Linked DNA regions of Mus musculus: all the other regions are linked to region 2. A link is a contact called in public promoter capture Hi-C data. All regions are on one chromosome and are shown on one strand. Each heading gives the region's core, a stretch centred on a gene start, on an enhancer-like site or on the middle of the called end of the contact. The rest is flanking DNA. Distances are from core to core; before and after follow the strand shown.

Evidence for each region. Promoter capture Hi-C pulls out the DNA fragments that hold promoters and counts their contacts.
Region 1: a promoter capture Hi-C map of hippocampal neurons shows a contact between it and region 2, with 3 times the contacts expected there. The contact joins the promoter of Magee1 here to the promoter of 5330434G04Rik in region 2. A contact is called at or near these places in 4 of 39 promoter capture datasets (cranial neural crest, frontonasal cranial neural crest, hippocampal neurons and 1 more).
Region 3: a contact with region 2 is called in a promoter capture Hi-C map of neural stem cells. The contact joins the promoter of Fgf16 here to the promoter of 5330434G04Rik in region 2. A contact is called at or near these places in 4 of 39 promoter capture datasets (cranial neural crest, embryonic stem cells, hippocampal neurons and 1 more), 1 of 484 Hi-C or Micro-C datasets (cortical neurons) and 2 of 115 datasets of contacts at active chromatin or transcription factors (forebrain and neural progenitor cells).

What each region holds. Positions count from the first base shown.
Region 1 is chrX:105,118,537-105,122,071 of GRCm38.p6, forward strand. Magee1 (melanoma antigen, family E, 1) reads left to right here and starts at 1,842. Exons shown (of 1, transcript NM_053201.4): 1 at 1,842-3,535. The coding sequence starts at 2,075.
Region 2 is chrX:105,390,373-105,393,841 of GRCm38.p6, forward strand. It overlaps 5330434G04Rik (RIKEN cDNA 5330434G04 gene), which reads right to left and starts at 1,382. Exons shown (of 5, transcript NR_015552.2): 1 at 1,104-1,382.
Region 3 is chrX:105,763,070-105,766,271 of GRCm38.p6, forward strand. It overlaps Fgf16 (fibroblast growth factor 16), which reads left to right and starts at 1,408. Exons shown (of 3, transcript NM_030614.2): 1 at 1,408-1,745. The coding sequence starts at 1,472.

The DNA of each region.
Region 1 (3,535 bases), core at 592-3,091, 270 kb before region 2:
GTTGTTACAGAAGTTATTCTTTAGCTTCCTAGGTCATTACCAATGCTAGCAAAATGACATCTCACAGGATCTGGTTTGCTACAGGTGAGTGTATCTGGTTTTGCTCCAGGGAGGTTTATTGTAGATTTTCTAAAGAGGTTTCTAAAAGCTGTGGATTACAATTCTACTTTCCTGGTCCAGCCTTCGCCAAGTAATATTTGCTGTTTCTCAGCACACACCTCACATACAGCAATGAGAATAATAGTGTTCAAGCTGACTTGGGAAGAAATACATTGGTGTGCTGGTGCTGCTATACCTCCAGGGAGGAATCCTAAAGGCTGTTTTTAATTATACAAATGAGCTCTCTAGAAGAGTTTCCTTGTCAGTGGTTATGATAGAGCAGGTGGTCCTTCACTGAAACATAGCTATGTCATGATAAGAAGGAACAGAAATAAGCCAAATGTATGATAGTTAGTGTTTATTTTTTAAATAATGTGACCACCCCTGAGTGTTCCATATGTGACTGTTCTATTGTACATGGTATAATTTTGTGTGCAGCTATTAAATTAACAACTTTATTTAAATTGTGATCTCTTTTAATTCTAGTGCAGGCACATGGAAGAGCCCCTTCTTTGTGTGTGCTTGACAGTCATTAGGAAACATGAACTCTCATGCACACTAATGTGAACAAGAAGGAACACTCAACTCCCCAAATGTACACGTGTCTTCTGCTGCAGCAGAATATAGCATGGCATTTTTAACTGCATTCTGGGCTTGCTTCTCACCAGCTTGATTTTAATAGACTGTAGCAGAATCTTTGGGAAAGCTCCTCCACAAGTTTCACTTATGAAAATGAGCCTGTTCTCCTAACCATAGACATTAGCCAAGATTCAGAGGCTAATCATATGCACATATTTAGGTAATGCTGTAATAGGCCCATAGTCGATTTTGTGGACCCATGTGCTGAATGCAATGTGGATAACATAAAATATTGTTGGAATATGACACCATATGATTGATTCTGTTAAAACCAGTTGGTACTGCACAAAGCTACACAAGATTAACTTCACAGAAACATGCAGAATACTGGCAGCATAGGTAACCATGAGGCCCTATAAGGAAACCAAATGTTTCCTTCTATCCATTATCCTTCTAATTCTGGACAGCTTCCTGTGCTTTAGCTGGCTCATATTCCAGTAGCTCTTTAGTAACTAATAGAAACCTTCCCAGAGACTTGCCTCCATAAACCATGCTAATTGCAGTTTTCAAAACCTGACAGTGAGTTTTTCTAACAGACCCCATGGTGCTAACTAACTGTCCTAGGATAATTAATTTTGGGTGTGGTTGGAATAGCACTATTGAAGGACTCCACAAAAGAGATTACATTTTTCTACATTGGTAAGGGTTGGGACTGTGCAGTGAAAATTTCTAGCTAGCTACAGGTTTCCTAAGTAGAACTAAATCCCAGCCCTTTGGAGAAGGGGCAGTAATTTGAGAGGTATTAGAGGTTTCGATAGAGAAAATGACAGAGGAGACAAGGGAGGGGATGAAAGCTGCACCCTTCCATGCGCCACGCACATTTTCCCCAATGCATCCTTAGGATGCAATTTTGAAAATCTATCAAGTACCTGACACTTGGGTAGAAACCTTCTAGTAGGTACCCTGACTCTTGAGAAATAGCTAGTATTACCTCCATTTACCCATCTGCTCCAAGCTCCTTGTCTCCTATCAAAGCCTCCCTCCTGCCATTGCGCAGTTTTGGTGCAGAATCACCAGGTCCACTTTCGCAAACCCACGGGAGAGGCTGGGTTGGGCGGGGTCGCCTTGTCGCAGAGCCCAACTGCGCCTGCGCGGACTGCGGCAGAAGGCGGGGTGTGAGAGGCGAGCATTCTGAGACTAGCGTTCACAGTCGGCTAGAACCTTCGTTCTTGCCCACCACCTCTAATTTCTGCTCCTGCGACTTGCTCGGGCCTGGCAGCAGCAGCATTCCTGCTCTAGCGGCAGTTCCGTGCAGAGGCGCCTACATACCTCTCCCCCTCGTCTGTGAGATCGCGGGCCTGTCAGTGTCAGCTTCCACACGTCGGTCGACAGGACCATGTCGCTGGTAAGCCAGAATTCGCGCCGCCGCCGCGGTGGAAGGGCCAATGCGCGCAGAAACAACGGGAAGGGTCACCCTGCTGCTGTGCCAGGCCCAGACGTCCCTCGGGATCGCAACGATCCTAAGATCCTCCAGGGCCTCCGCGCCTCTGAGGGCCCTGGCACCTCCATGCTGCCCACCCCCCGGGAGGGCCCAAGCGCCTCTGTGCCGCCCACCGCCTCAGAGGGCTCAAGCGCCCCTAGGCAGTTCATCATTTCCCAGGGGCCGAACACCTCCGAGATGCCCACCTCCAGGAAGGGTCGGGGCGCCTCCCGGCCTCCTGCAGTTTCCGCAGGGCTGAACACCGCTATGTCAATCACCGCCTCGGAGGGCCCGAATAGCCCTGTGCCGCCCACTGCTCCTAAAGGCTCAAAGGCCTATGAGCATCTCCCTGTCTCAGAAGGGCTGGCCATCTCTGAGCAGCGTCACTCTGATGGGGGCCCTAACATGGAGCCCACCCTGGGTGAGGGCCCGGGAATCTCGGTGCCGCCCACCTTCTCTGAGGAATCGGGCATTTCTGATGAGGGCTTGAGCATCTTTATGTCGCCCAACATCTCGGAGGGACCGGGTATCAACGAGCCCTACTCCGTTAGTGAGGACCCAAGCACTTCGGTGCCGCCCACTGACTCTAATGGACTGGGCATCAACCTGCCGCCCACCTTCGGTGAGGGCCTGAGCATCTCTATGCTGTTCTCCGCTTTGGAGGAACCCGACATCTTTGCGCCGCCCCCCTCCGCTGAGGGACTGTTCGCCTCCATGTCGCCCCCCTCCGGTGAGATCCAGAGCTCCTGGGTGTCGCCCATCATAATGGAGGGATGTAACGTCAACGTGCCGCCCACCTCCAAAAAGGGACTGCGCACCTCGGTGCCATCAGCTGCTTGTGAGAGCCCGAGCACCTCAGCCGAGGGCCTGAGCTCGTCCCTGTCATCCATTTCTGCTGAGGGCTTCTGCAGCTCGCTGGCGCCATGCGCTGCGGAGGGATCCTGTGAGCTGCTTCCCTGCGGGGAGGGCCGGAGCACCTCGGAGCTGCACTGCCTGGGGGAGGGGTCGAGCACCTCGCAGATGTCCCTAGCTGCCGAGGGCCCTAGCGCTTCTGGGATGCCCACTGAAGCTAATAACCCCGAGGAAGCACTGAGCTGCTGTGCTTCTGAGCGCAGGAACAAGAGCACCTCCCGTGCTCTGCAAAAGGCCAAGGATCCATCTGTACGCCCAAAGCGTGAAGACCGCTTCCTGGATTTCCAGGTCCTGAGAGACAGTAAGAATTCCAACTCCATCACCATTATGGGCCTGGGCACCTCCCGCGTTGCTCTTACCTTGAAGCCTCAGGATCCCATGGAGCAAAACGTAGCAGAATTGTTGCAGTTTCTGCTGCTGAAGGATCAGACCAAGTACCCTATCAAGGAATCTGATATGAGGGAA
Region 2 (3,469 bases), core at 132-2,631:
TGGGTTATCTGACTCTAAACCTTCTAATTTTTCCACCTCAATCCTGGAAAGGCCATTCAGCTGCCTTCAGTAAAATGGCCGCCATCCTCCCTTTGGAGAAATGGGCAGTGGCTAACTGAAGCAACCTTCCTAAACATACAGAATCCTAACAAATTCTCCAAACATATATTTATATTAAAGATCAACTTCCCTCCCAGGCAGCCAAGTTTCTAGATCATTCTAGGAAAGCTTTCTTTTGCTGCTTCCAAGAAGGGAGCCAGAGAATCACATGCACCCCCTAGCAGCTGCACCAGCCAGCTCCAACCCCACCCTCCATCTTGCAGCAGAACATCAGTCGTCATCAAGTCATCAGGCCTGCCCACTGTCCCACTGCATCAGAAATGCTGCAGTCTGTGAAAATATCATTGTTTTCATCCTCCATGCCTCAGCCTCAACCTTTTCACTGCACTCCCCACAAAGAGCAGGAACACAGGCACATGACAGAAATCCAGACCACATATGCTAGTTTCTACATCAACCTACAGCCCTGAGGATAACCCATGCCAGGGATGAGAAAAGAGGTACTATTCTCAACCTGCCACTTCCCCAACTACCCTGCTGAAACAGAAATTAGAAAGTGAGCGCCCCAACTCAATTCTAATCAACTCATTCATGCACACCTGTCTTACTTATTCTTATTTGCTATTTCTTCAAAATTGCTCACTCCCTCCTAATTTAAATGACCAGCTCAGTTAAAGAGGTGAAAGGATGGCCATTTGTAGGCTTGGAACTATCAAAAAGCCTGAGGTGACACACATATAAAGAATGGCCTAGGAGCAGGCCTGCAGAGCCAGACAGCATCACTGCACCACAAATCACCCAGTCTCAGCTCCAGCCTACCAGATGATGTCAGCATTCAGACTGTCTCCTAGACACCTGAATTTAGAGCCCCAAACCCTGCATTGCTTCCTAGAAATGACCTCTCAACCTCTAAAAAAAAATTGTTTCTGGTTGCACCAACCTCTTCTGAGCCTTCCCTCTACCAACCCTACTTCCTATATTTTCCTGCTTCCTTAATCAGACTTTTTTCCTTCTCTCAGATTACTTTCAACTTTTATAAATACCTGGCTCCTTGTCTGTACTTGAGTCAGCATAGTATTCAGCCATCTTCCTGGATTTACCGACCTCAGGCTCCAGTTCTGCATAATTAGCTTAAACTGGCTCAAATGGATTTTAACTGGTCAGAAATTCAATTTTTTTCTTTGTCATAAAAGATCTAAAGAGACCAAGAGCAACTTCTGGCCATTTTCAACCCATTTGCTCCAGTTCACAGCACTCACGCAGAAGTATGGCACTGAGGGGCTCAGGATACCTCAGGAATGAGATGAAACTGCGTCAAGTCTGCTCAGAAGACCAGTGGGGGACAAAAAGGACCTGATGCTAAGGACCATACCATTAGTAATGGTGATGCTAGAGGGGGAATCAGAAAGAGCCTAATAGTCCATGAGGTAGGATCAAACCACTGTGGACCCCGGGGGAGGGGCTAAAAGCCTGATGCTCCGTGACGCAGTATCTAATCATTCCTGTGAGACAGGAGGGGAAAGATGCTGATGCTCAGCAGATAGGAGCAAACCACTGCAGTGAACAGGGAACCGAGTGGGGATGGTTTAGTGTAAGACACAATCAAATCACTCTAGGTGTTAGCTAAATAACTACCTGGAAAAATAAAAGCAGAAAGGGCCTAATAATCTGTGAGACAGGAGCAGGCCACTCTGGAGGTTTAGTGGAAAGGATGCTGTTCTGAGAAGCAGGACCAAACCACTGGGGGAAAGGAGGGGAGCAGAACGAGCTGAAATCTCTTTAAGCAAATTTAATTTCCTCCTAGTGACATAAAGGAAGAGCCAACATTCTGTGAGACAGAATCAGATCCTGTTTCTTGGTTTATCATGGGTTCAACATACATTATCTCCTTTGCTCTTTACTCTGCCCTGATAGTTGGATCAGACCATCTTTCCACAAAAGCTTTTGCAGAAATTCTGAGCTGTCCCTCAGGGTTGCTAGGCAACAGTGCAGCAGCTGCCCAGCGAACCTTGCCCTTTTGACATTAACCCCTTAGTTTCTGAATAGAAAATAAGATGCATGAAAAATTAGGAACAAGTTGAGGCAATTATCAACACATGGTAGTCAAGGAGGAGTGGCTCGTGTATAAAGACCTAGCAAATATAAACATAGAAGTGAGTGGGTGAGAAATGATGGATACATAGAAGAGAAAACATTTTGACATGGTGGCCATCCTATAGACATTAAAGAGGAAAACCAATCCCTGGTCAGGCCTTAGACTCTTCCCATGACATCCCTAATCAGTGCCTTTTGAATATCTTTTCTATCTTTTTTTTGTAAGGCAGTGGTTGTAATTTCCTGGGAAACAAATTTCATTTTCCTATAACTCTGGTTATCCCTTTTCTATTGGAGCCAAATATTCCCAGTTTGGCCCCATAGTTTCTGTTCTGACCTCTAGAGCAGTAGTTAATAAAGGCAAACTAGAACTCACAGGCTATATCTAACCTACTGTCTATTTTTGTTCAGCTAAGAATGGTCTTGACATTTTAAATAACCCCCTTTTAAAGCAAAGCAAGGGCTTCATGCTTCTTTGGTTATATACACATAGGGTCACTTTCCTGTCACCAAGACAGAGTTGAATAGGCACATAGAAACCAGGAGTGTTCTCAAAATCATTAACATACTGAATCTCATGAGGCCTGGATTTTTAGCTGGGAAAGACAACTAACCCTATAGCTTGATAGCCTTTCACTTAGAAGATCTCAGATACTTTGGAGACTCTCTGTCAGAGAGTCTTTAAGCCTTGCTCTACATCCACCTTAAGAGACCAGACAGCTAGGAAAGAGGGACCATGCAAACAAACTAGCTCTTTCTGGTTCTGATGCTGCAAGGTCCTTAGCTCCACAATGTGCCTGCCTTCATGGGCTCCGGGCTAAATAACCTGGTCAGGAAGGCAAAGCCCACAGTGATGTCTGCCAGGCATCCAATCCCATTTTCCATGGCCTCTGTTGATCCTGGAGCCAACCTTCAGGCTGGACCCAACAGATTCAGGACGAAAATAGGCGCTTGGCCGGGAAGGCTGGCTTTCCACAAAGTGCTCTTTCCCCCAATGGCCAAAGCAAACGCTGCAGGCTGGGGCTAACAGCCAGCCAGCCGCTCCCCGACCTCTGCCGGCCAGTACCAAGGAGGCCCAGAGTCAACAGTGCACGCACGGGTCTGCTATTTCATCCCTCCTTAAGTACTCCGACATCATATTTCCCTTCAGTAAATCTGAAAAACCAAATAGAACTGAAGGCAGCTCTTGCCTCTAGGAAAAAGTCAGAGATTATCCAAGAGCCTCAACTTCGTGATTCAGTCTCTTCAACGTCTCAGGTTACCTTCTGAAGCCTCAGTTTAAACTGGTTGCTTCTGTGTCCTTAAGGGAAGGAAG
Region 3 (3,202 bases), core at 158-2,657, 370 kb after region 2:
CCAGCGCCTGCTGCGTGTGAAAACTGCAAGCAACAACGCCATTTAATAAGGAAGAAGGAGGCGAGCGCCAGAGGCCCAGAGGGACCGTGGGGTTCAGGTGCGGGGCAGAGATGCAGGGGCTTGCGGCAGGCAGGCACCTGCTCGCCAGGTCCTCTCCACCCAGCCTCTCTTTCTGGCAGCCGCCAGTTCCCACCCCTGACGGCCGCTCTTCCTGATAGAGTTTCTTGGAACAGGGCACAGGACAGAGCGAGGAAACACCTGTTTCCAACAAGAAAAGAGGTGTATAGGGGGAGAGCCCCCACCAGGCTTCCAATGGCCTCTCACAGAGCTTGCTCTCCTGAGCCTTGTAAAAGCGCGCCCAGAAATCCATGGAGATCATTTTTCAAAAAGATCGCTTTCTATGTCTTAGCCTCCACCCCTCTATGTCTAAGCCACAACGTCCTTTTTAAAAAGTCTTCTTTCCCTCTGGGATTTCCCGCTCCTCCCAGACCCTTTAAGCGCCCCCACCCTTTGGTGCCTGCAGGGACCTCCACCACCTCTCAAGACCTTACAGCTGCAACTGCGTTTGGCTTCCAGAACGTTTTCGCTTCCTCAGACCCCTGTGGACCTACAGGTGGGGAGTGGGACTAAAGGGCAGCAGAACAAAGGAGCTGGAGCGCCCCTGTCCCGGGCCAGATACCCCTTCCGCAGCCTCTTTTGGGCCAGAGAAGAGGAGCTCAACAGCGCGAGGACTCCCTCCCCCCAGCCCCGGTCTCCGGCACTTCCCAGAGGGGAGCAGCGGGAGGATGCGTGGGAGGCGGGGGTGGCCCTTGCAGCAGACCGACAGACAGACCCCGGAGGAACTAGCCTGCGTGGCCGTGGTCGCCAATGGCCTCCACGTACTGGGCTCCGTTATTTCATCAGCAGTTTAAGAAAACCTGCCAAAAGCAGTTATGCCTCACTGCAATGTGTAGCTTTTTCCTGCCATTTTTTTCATAATAAAAGAGGGAGTGAAGCTCGCTCGCTCGCTCCCCGCCTCCACCCCCCTCTCCCAAAAAGAGCCAAATGGATACGAGAAGGGGGGAAAAAAGGAAAGAACCCACACACCAATCTCTGAGGGGATGCCAGTGAGGTGTGGCTTGTATTTAAATATCCAATATGTCAATGGAAGGGGAGTGGGTACGTATATAAAGTGCCATTTGCATCTGATAGCTCCAGGAAGCCAGCTATGAGAGGCCAGGAGAGATGGATGCGGAGGGGAAGCCGAACTTTAACTGAGAGCAAGGTCAGGAGCGCGCTGCCCCACGCTCCCCGCCGCTGAGAAGTTCTTTGGACGCGAACAGACGTGTGCTGCAGCTGGGCAGAGCGCGGAGCCGAGCAGCGAGCGAGCGAGCAAGCGAGCGCCGCCGACCCGCCCGCCCGCGCCCGCCGCCAAGACAGGCAGTTCGCGCCCCGGGGCCCCGGCTCGGCCCGCGCCGCCGCCGGCCCCGCCATGGCGGAGGTCGGGGGCGTCTTTGCCTCCTTGGACTGGGACCTGCACGGCTTCTCCTCCTCTCTGGGGAACGTGCCCTTAGCTGACTCCCCGGGTTTCCTGAACGAGCGCCTGGGCCAGATCGAGGGGAAGCTGCAGCGCGGCTCGCCCACAGACTTCGCCCACCTGAAGGGGATCCTGCGGCGCCGCCAGCTCTACTGCCGCACCGGCTTCCACCTTGAGATCTTCCCCAACGGCACGGTGCACGGCACCCGCCACGACCACAGCCGCTTCGGTGAGGACCCGGCCGTGGAGGGGTGGTGGGGGAGAGGGAGCGGACGGACCGCGGACTAGGGAGCCGTCGACGCGGGGCTGTCCCGCAGGGGTCCCCCCGAACCTTCTAGCACCGGACGCCGTCCGGACCCGTCGGGGTGGGATGCGGTGGCAGGGCCCTAAGCCTGGCGGGGACTCGGTGGCCCCCCGCGCCCCGCGACGCTCCCCGGAGGGGGCGGAGGCGCCTCGCGGTGCGGCCTCTTCCAGCCGCTCCACCCTCCCTCCTCCCGGAGCAAGGGGTTCCCCGTGAGAGCCCATCGTCGGGTCTCCGAGGGAAGCAGGTGGAGTCTGGAGAGGAGCCGAAGTCCTCGACTAGGAGGCAGGGGACCGCGGCCAGAGGAGTCTTAAGGGTGGCAGACCCGTCGCGACTGATCGCCCAGAGCAGGAGCCTCCACGGGCCAGCGGCCCTTACCCAAATCACTTTTATCTGACGGGGATCCGGCCGTCATGGCACTGGTCATCCTCAGGGGTGGCTCTGCCCAGGGTAGAAGCCAATCCAGGCAGCACAGCATGAGCCTGGGAGCCTGGGAGCTGAGAATCTAGAAAAACCTTGGGGTGCCCACTGCCTATGAACAAGTCTTGGGTATCTTTTGCCCAGAACTTACTCCTCGCCCACGTGAGGGAACTGCCCCGAACCCACTGCCAGCCCCAGAAACAGGAAATGTCTAATCTCCAGGCAAGATTGCCTCTGCCAGCCTGCGACTGTACAGATTGTTCAGAGCACCCAGCTGCCTGCATCGCCATACAGAACTAATTACACGATTAATATAAACCTTGATCTGGGACGGCAATCTTTAGGCTTCTAAGCAACTGTGTTCCCTCTTCTGTAATTTGCCGGGTTTTTTATTTTCAATTTCCTATTCATTATTAAGCCATCAAACAGGTGTGGTGACAGCTAGCCTTTCTCCTCCGCCGCAGTGTCCTCGGCTTCCTCCCTAGGTCCTTGTAATGCAAGAAGCGCACTTTCTGCCCCCAAGCCAGTCCGAAGCTCTGCTACCCTCAAGCAGGACACGGTTCATTTTTTTCCTATCCTTCCCATCTTCGCATTCTATCCATGGTTTTCTAGAGCTGCGTCTGGAGTCCTCAGAAGAAAGAAAGAAAGAAAGAAAGAAAGAAAGAAAGAAAGAAAGAAAGAAAGAAAGAAAGAAAGGAAGGAAGGAAGGAAGGAAGGAAGGAAGGAAGGAAGGAAGGAAGGAAGGAAAAAGAAAAAAGAAAAGAATGAAAGAAAATGGGGGCAGAGGAGGGGGCAGCCGAGGGGCAGCTTAAGGCCAAGCCTAGCAGACAACTAAGACCAGGGTTGGCCTTCCTTGCTGGGAGCAGGCAGGAACCGTAATGAGGTCTATGTCATCTTGGAAAAATGCACTCAAACAGAGCTGGAGTACAGTAGGTTGGGAGGGGTAATGGAGGGTTGCAGGTGTC